Regions from separate parts of the Oryza sativa genome. Here region 1 is linked to region 2. A link is a contact called in public HiCAR-type data. All regions are on one chromosome and are shown on one strand. The core of a region is the stretch at or near the end of the contact, and the rest is flanking DNA. Distances in the headings are between cores, read along the strand shown.

Evidence for each region. HiCAR-type assays count read pairs that join an accessible place to other places.
Region 1: a HiCAR-type map of leaf shows a contact between it and region 2, with 1.7 times the contacts expected there. The contact joins the promoter of LOC4338403 here to the promoter of LOC4338400 in region 2. A contact is called at or near these places in 4 of 15 Hi-C or Micro-C datasets (leaf, leaf mesophyll, panicle and 1 more) and 4 of 4 datasets of contacts at active chromatin or transcription factors (leaf and seedling).

The regions. Positions count from the first base shown.
Region 1 is chr5:14,878,148-14,882,075 of ASM3414082v1, reverse strand. LOC4338403 (receptor-like protein kinase FERONIA) reads left to right here and starts at 2,441. Exons shown (of 2, transcript XM_015784640.3): 1 at 2,441-2,583; 2 at 3,380-3,928. The coding sequence starts at 3,608. LOC136356426 (a long non-coding RNA gene) reads right to left here and starts at 29. Exons shown (of 2, transcript XR_010741216.1): 1 at 1-29.
Region 2 is chr5:14,827,704-14,831,651 of ASM3414082v1, reverse strand. LOC4338400 (wall-associated receptor kinase-like 20) reads right to left here and starts at 1,906. Exons shown (of 3, transcript XM_015781942.3): 1 at 1,007-1,906; 2 at 878-919. The coding sequence starts at 1,853.

The DNA.
Region 1 (3,928 bases), core at 1,192-3,691, 50 kb before region 2:
CCTGCCGCCTGCACTCGTTGTCTTGTCGCCGCGCTCCATGAGATGGGCGTCGCCGTGTCAAAGGCACCACAACGGAAGTCAAAGGCACTGCGACGGCCGCGAACGGTGGAGGCGCTGCGCAGCCTGCCGCCTGCACTCGTTGTCTTGTCGCCACGCTCCATGAGATGGGCGTCGCCGTGTCGGGCCGGGACGGCGGCTAGTGGCGATGCATCGAAACGTATCGGCAGCATATCCATAATTATTATTTTTATTTGGAAACCTGGTTAACGAGGGATACGTATCAGAGCGTATCGATACGTATCCGTATCCGAGGACGTACTGTATCTGATATGGATACGTGAGCTGTGCACTGTATCAAGGTAACATAGGCCATACTAGCTTGCCAGAAGACACCAACAACACCTACTAGACACCCCCTACCCGGCCTTCCCCCTTTCCCCTCACCTCTACTCCTCAAACCAGCAATGGCAAGGTGCTCTGGTCCTCATCATGTCCCCTGCCTCTGGTACCCTCCTCCATCTCCGTAGCTCTAGCGCAAACCCTGACACCTCACCGCTTGCCCGTGCTCACTGTCCACCGTTGGGCCGCCGCCTCACCTCCTGCTCATGTTCACTATCCACTGTCGAGCCGTCATCTCTCACGGTCATCCCTCTAAGCCTAGCGATATCTCCCCTCCCACCCCCACCAAAGTATGGACCATAAACCCTAACATAGATGTTTATCAAGATCCTGAGAGTTAGAGTCACGTCAGATCACGAATCATGAAGTAAATCCTAAGATCGGAAATGTACAAGAAATCGTCCCAAACACTACTACATAAACTCTAAATGGTGCCGGTTGAGAAACCCCCTTAGGTGCCAGTTTTCCCAACAGACACCATGAAGGCCTTACAAATAACTTCCGTCATCGGTGCCGGGTTCCAGAACCAACACCTTTGAGGTCTCTGGAACGCAAAAAAAAAAAAATACCGGCTCAATGCATCGGCTCGAATAAGCAATTCCCTTCTCCCGTTCAACCCCTTACAACCGAGCACAAGAACACAACATGAACACCTCCTTCAAGGGGAACACAACATGAATAACTTCTTCAAGGGCCACCTTAGCCGCCTCTGCTGTCGGGCCGCCACCACCACTGGGTGGGGAGGCCGCTGTCGGGCCGTCACAGCACCTCCTGCTGTTGCCGACTCCCCTCCCGGCAAGATCTGGCGGAGGGGAGGGCGCCTCCCGCCGCCGCAGTCGCCGCCTCCTCCCCCCCGGCTGGATCTGGTAGAGAGGAGGGCGCCACCGCCACCCATGGGAGCCGCGCTGATGAGAGCGAGAGAGAGAGAGAGATAGAGAGAGAGAGAGAGTTGTCCGCTCATTCAGCGCTGTCGACCGCTCACTCGGTCTTATCCGCTCCTCGGCTCGGCTCGGTTTTTAAAATGTGTCACCTTTAATTTATTATAGGTGTCGGTTCATTAAAAAATTCGACTCCTATAAATAATTTAAGGTGTTGTTTTTTTTTGAAAAATGACACCTAATGTACCTATAATCACTTAAAGGTGCCGATTTTTCTTTGTTTTCAATCCGTGGAGGTGAAAAAAGACCTATAGGTGCCGGTTTTAGCACTTCCGGTATCTACAGCGTCGACACCTATTTGCTGTTTTGTGTAGTAGTGAAAATTTCTATCGAATGTGACGCATATAACAATCAACAGAACACCGTATGTCTTGAACTTGATAGATGATCTACAAAGAAAATAAAATCATGAGGCCGAATCAATGCAAATGACTTAAACACAGTTCTCCTCAATTCTGTCTACGGTTGTAATGAGCTAATTGAGCTTGGCTACACAGGCTACTCATCCTTTTTCAGTTTTTCAAACTGCTAAACGGAATATTGCGTGTGAAAAACTTTATAGATAGAAGGTATTTTTAAAAATCAAATAAATTTATTTTTTTAACATCTTAATAATTATTTCTTAATTAATTCTGTGCTAATTGTGTTTATTGTTTTGCGTGCAGCTAATCAGTCAAAACTTACGGACCGAAAAGAATGCGCCCGGTAAATTAGTTCGTTTCAGTGTTTCCCCGACAAAAGCACACCAAACAACCACATGCATTCTCTAACACCACAGAATGTTAATTAGCTCACCCGACAACTGGATTTTCCACAACTATAAGTCTATAACCCCAAGCAGGGCATCGTCGACAAAACTAGGGGCGTGCCATTGTGCCGACTTGACCCCCATAATTCATCCATACCAAACAAAAAGATAACCAAGAAACCATCATCACACCGGAATGGAGAAAAATGAGAATAATTTATTGAATGGGAGAAAAAGAAAGGAAGCTGAACAAGAACAAGAAAGAGAAAAGCAACGACGAATTTGTGGAGAACAGAGGGACCTCTCCGTGAAACTCCACTATATACAAGAGTAGCACTAGCACTAGCACGAGCCCATCATCCACCCCTCAACTCCACTACGGACCCGAGCTCGATTTCCCACCATCGTTTTGGCCACCGAAACACGCGCAGCAACTAGAAACTGCCGCGGGGCGCGCGGAGTCCATCTCTCCCTCTCCGACGCCGCGAGGTCGACGAGGTACTAGCTCTTGCCTCTTCATCTCCTCTCCTGTTAGTTCTTCCTGCTTGGATTGGTTGTGCTCCGTGGCCGCCGCGGCTACCATTCTTGGGGTACGTTCTTGGTTATGGGGTTGCTATTCTTGGCGCGAAATTTTGGCCCAGCGAAAAACCCCAAATCTGGGCTGGGAGGTTTGGGGGGTGGGGGTGGTTGATCAGTTGAGCTAATCGATCGAGTTCTCTTTGTATTTCTGTTTTGCTGCATGCAATGGAGTTGGAGTACTTAGTATTATGATCCCTTCTCATCAGCAGAACTGCAGGATCGCCGGTTTTGCAGATGGGGATCGGAACTAGCGAAATACGGGCGATTTTTATTCTGTTAGTTTTCCCCATATGCGAAATGATCGTTCTGGAGCTTTGATCGTGTTTATTTTCCTCCCTTTTTAGATTTTTCTTTTGGTTTTAGTTACAAATTTCTAACATTTTACCTGTTGACTTATATTAGTTTTTGACAAAGGATTTGTCGCGTTCAGTATCGACAACTTAATGTTCTGGTGTCCGACACATCTCTTTTTGTAACAGTAGATGGTGCGAAATTTGTAATAATAATAACCTAGAAAATGGATCAAACCAAAAGGTTTTGCCGTAACTTTCAAATTCTGTTCTCTTCAGCAGAAATTACTACCGTGTTTCATAGTACTTCTCGGTATGGTTTATATTCAGTTTGCTTCCAATATTTTATCATCTAAACAGATAAACTTGTGCTATTATTAGGGATCCATTTCTTGTTATTCATCTTTCCAATCTACAATTTGCAGAATTTCCGAACCCTTCGTTTGCTCTGATTGCAGGTGAATCTACAGGATTACAGCTATCTGGATGTGCTTTCTTCAGTAAACAAGAGTACAATCCTCCAAACTCTACATTTTCCTTGCCTCAAATCCCACCCAGAGAAAAGGCATTATGCAAGTGTTCCCAACTCTTATAGCAAATTGATGTGAACGAATCCTCAAACTTTTGATCCTGATACACCAACCACCACTTCAATGATGCACCCAAGCCTACTAGCTACCATCCAATGGCTCACACTGTCAGCCCTCCTATCGATTGCCATGGCGGCTGATAACAATTCCACGGCCTCTGCTCCAATCTTTCTGAATTGTGGAGCCTCTGGTGTGCAACCTGATAGCTACAATCGGAGCTGGGATGGGGATGCTAGCTCCAAGTTTGCGCCATCGGTGAAAGGCAATGTAGCCAGGGCTTCATACCAAGACCCTTCGCTCCCATCACCCGTGCCTTACATGACTGCTCGATTCTTCACTTCAAATTACACCTATTCCTTCCCTGTCAGCCCAGGCCGCATGTTC
Region 2 (3,948 bases), core at 657-3,156:
GTCCGTGTTGTAAAGCTGACAATGCTAGCTCTCTGGATGGAGTTAAGTAGATTTACACTTGCTCTGGTATGGTCAATGCTTTTCTCCGGATGTAAGCCGCCGCAAGTTGACCATTGGCGCAAGGGAGTATGGGACCCAGCATGATACTGATGTAAACCTACTTTCAGTTGATCTCTCATTTATATTCAATCCAGATCATTGACCTCAATTTTATTTTATCAGCCCGGATTACTTATTGTATACCGAATAAAAATGACTAAGTGCCTTGACCATGCTCCTGATATGTATTCGATGCTTGGATTATTTCTTATTCATAATCAGATAACTATAATACTACGACCCCCTCTATCTACAAATATAAGCATTCCAAATATTTTTTTAAAAATTCAGTATTATAAACATTCCAATCAATTAAAATTTATTCACAAATGTAAAGATTTTAAAATAATATGTGTCCCATCAATCATTTATCTCTCGTTTAAATTTATTTTCGTCTTATCCCCAACGACCACACTTCTACCCCTATCCATACCTCATTCTTTCCTTCTTAATTTTACTCCATGCTAAGAGAAATTTTCATATTTGTGCACGGAGCGAGTAACTACTCGCAGTAACAACTAACAAAAGGGTAATAGCGGCCTACTTAATCACTGAGTTTTCACCAAAGCAACGAATAACGACTCCACAATTCGATCTCTCTCCGTTAAAACCAAGCAAGCGGCTAGTCGCCCGCCTTGCAAATTGAAGTCGTAACTAGATAGTAGGCGTCAAGCATGCATCCCGATCGAGAACAGAGGTCCTAATTAATTTCCCAGGATGACAGTAATAAGAAATTAAGACGCTAGCTAGCGCTGAAGGAAGGAAGCAATATAATTACCAGCAATGAGAGGCGCATGGTTGGATCCGCTATCCGTGAGATCTGCATCAAAATTAACAGCCATAAAAAAAAATTAGAGGCGCCTCACAGCCGAGCTGTCAGCCGTCGAAGCAAAAAAATTAAACGTACTCTGCTGCTGGCACGCGCCAGCGATGGGATTCCAGACGAGCCCGGACACGCACAGGCAGCGCCGGACCGTGCCCGCGCCTCCGGTTGCCGACGGGTCGTCGGCGCAGGTGGCGGCGGCGCCGTCCTCGCAGTCGGCCTGCGTGCGGCACAGCGGCTCCCTCGGCGTCGCCCACTGCAGCTCCAGCCCGAGGCGGCTGCCCCACGTCGCCGGCGGCTGCGACGGGTCGAGCCCCACGAAGCTCCGGTACGCGCTGCACGACTGCGGGCCCAGCCGGATGCGGTACGACGTCGACGAGCCCCCCGCCACGAACGTGCAGCACAGCGGCAGCGGCGCGCACGCCGACGCCGTCGACCCCGCGGCGCCCGCGTAGGCGTGGCAGAGCGAGTTGGAGGAGCAGTTGAGCGGCGACCGCAGCAGCAGCTCCGTGCAGTTGAGCAGCATGACGGTGTTGGACGAGCTGACGTTGAACGGCCGCGATGGGTCCAGCTGCACGCCGCGGGACGCCGCCGCGCCCACCGACACGCACGCGCCCGGCGACACGAACGGCGCCGGCGACACCACCAGGCGCTGCGACGCCGGGGAGATGGAGGTGATCGGGTACGACGTGCCGTTGAGCGCGTCGAACAGGAGCGTGGGCGCCGTGCCCCCCGCCGCCGCCGCCGCGCACCGGACCTTGTACTCCGGGTCGCCGCACCCGTCCGCCGTGCTCAGCGGGTACGGCACCTCCGTCGAGCCGCACGGCGGGCACACTCGCGCGTGACCGCCCGGAAGAAGCAGCGCCATGGCGACGGCTACCTCCAAGAAGAAGAGGAGGAGGGCACGGCGCGACAAGCTCGAGCTCGCCATTGCTCCTCCCTGGCTTAGGCTCCTAGTTACAAAGCTAACTAGTGGTAATCCTCGCTCTTGTCATCGAGGAGTATGGTTTTAAGGTGGTCCGCGACATCTGCCGTCCGTTGCTTGCATTCTACCAAAATGTTTGACTCGCTTAATTTGTAGGCGCCGCCTTCTAATTTACGATTTTTTTTTCCTTTTTTTATAATAAAAACTTGTCAGTACAAGAATCTCGAGATGAGAAATTGTCAGTACTCGATGCTTTGGAGAGATTATAAGTTGAAATTTTGGTTGTGTTTAGTTTCTTCTAAAGTTGGAAGTTTGGGTTGAAATTGTTACAATGTGACTGAAAACGACAGGTTGATGTGATGAAAAAAATTAGAAGTTTGGATTCAAAGTTTGGATCCAAACACTTGGGCTGATTAATCAGTAGTATAGGGTATACTCGATTAACCTGCTGCTAAAATATGAGTACGCGCTAAGGGGCCAGGAAGATGAGTTGGTCAAAGCTATTGCGTATTTGCGCATCATACTCTTATTCATAGTCGTAGTACTCTTGGTCAGGGCCATCCTCTGACTTCTAGTTGACTATTGCGTCCATGCGGGCGTGGCGGGTTTGATCCGGATCCCATTCTCCTGCAGGAAAAGCGGCTGGTCCAGTGATACCAATACATGAGTCAAGTCAGCGGGAAAAAAAATAAATCAAAATTTCTCAATTCTTGTTAGTTTATTTGCCGGATTATTTGCTTCACGACTAAAGAATATATTTCCTTAAAATACATTCTTCTAGTATTTATTAAGTTTATTATCAAAATATTTAATTTATCGCTATAATCAGGCAAATGTTGTGTACAATCCACACAATAATGAGCATGTTCAGCTTAGATTATTGGTGCAGCGGTTGCAGTTACACCTACAGTACAGCTATTGTATAAGAAACACGGCAACTAGTCTATTACAAGAGATATACTCCCTCCGTCCCAAAATAAGTGCAGTTTTGCACTATTCACGTTCAACGTTTGACCGTTCGTCTTATTTGAAAATTTTTTATAATTAGTATTTTCATTACTATTAAATGATAAAACATGAATAGTACTTTATGTGTGACTAAATATTTTCAAATTTTTCATAAATTTTTCAAATAAGACGGACGGTCAAACGTTGGGAACGAATATCCACGGCTGCACTTATTTTGGGACGGAGGTAGTAGCTGTACAACTGTAGTCAAGGGGCTACTGAACAGGCCCAATCTGCTTCAAACTAAGGCCTCTTCCTATAGAGCTAATTCTTTCTTCCTATATAGTTGGTACCCACTAGACTATAAAGCTTGCACCACATTGCGCCACGTCATCCTTTTCTCTTGAGCCATTGGATTATTTGCAGGTCTCCGGATGGACGTTAGATCGACATTCAACAATATTGGGCCAGGCCAGACCAGCCCATCCTACTCAGCCTCTGTTACGTGAAACGTTTTTCCGTTGGCCCAGCCCATAACGATGCCACAGCCACGACTCATCGCCTTCTATTAACTGCGCCATGTTCTGTTTTCTCTTTGAAGTAAATCAGTGACAAGAAACTGCAACCACCTACGCGAAGATGAGGTGCCGTAATTAACCCAACTAATCCTCTTCATAACCTCTTTCAAATCATCCTATACCAACCATCAGTCACCTCAAAAGCTCTGGATCAGTTGCCTCCCCAGTCCCCGTTAGATCAAGTACGCGTTGTTGGACAGACTCCTATTCCCAAATCATTTGGATCCAGAGGAAGTCTGTCAGGAGCCTCATCCGGTTTGGCACAGGTATGCATAGTAACCAATCATATGTGCACTATGTGTTTGATAAAATGCCCTGCATCCGTTTTATATGCACTTTGTATTGTTTGCAAAGTTATTTGATAAAATACCTAAATTCAATTGCCTCTTTTTAGGTGTCCGTTGTTGCTGCTTGCATGTTGCATCACAAGGAAATATGTTGGATTTTGTATTCACTTCTCCATTGCAGGCGCATGGTTTTCTCGGACATTTTTCACCGATGAGCTGTGAATTAATGTTAGAGCATGCTATAGGCAGCTTTGGCCTTTCAATTGCTACAACAGTTCAGCATGAGTA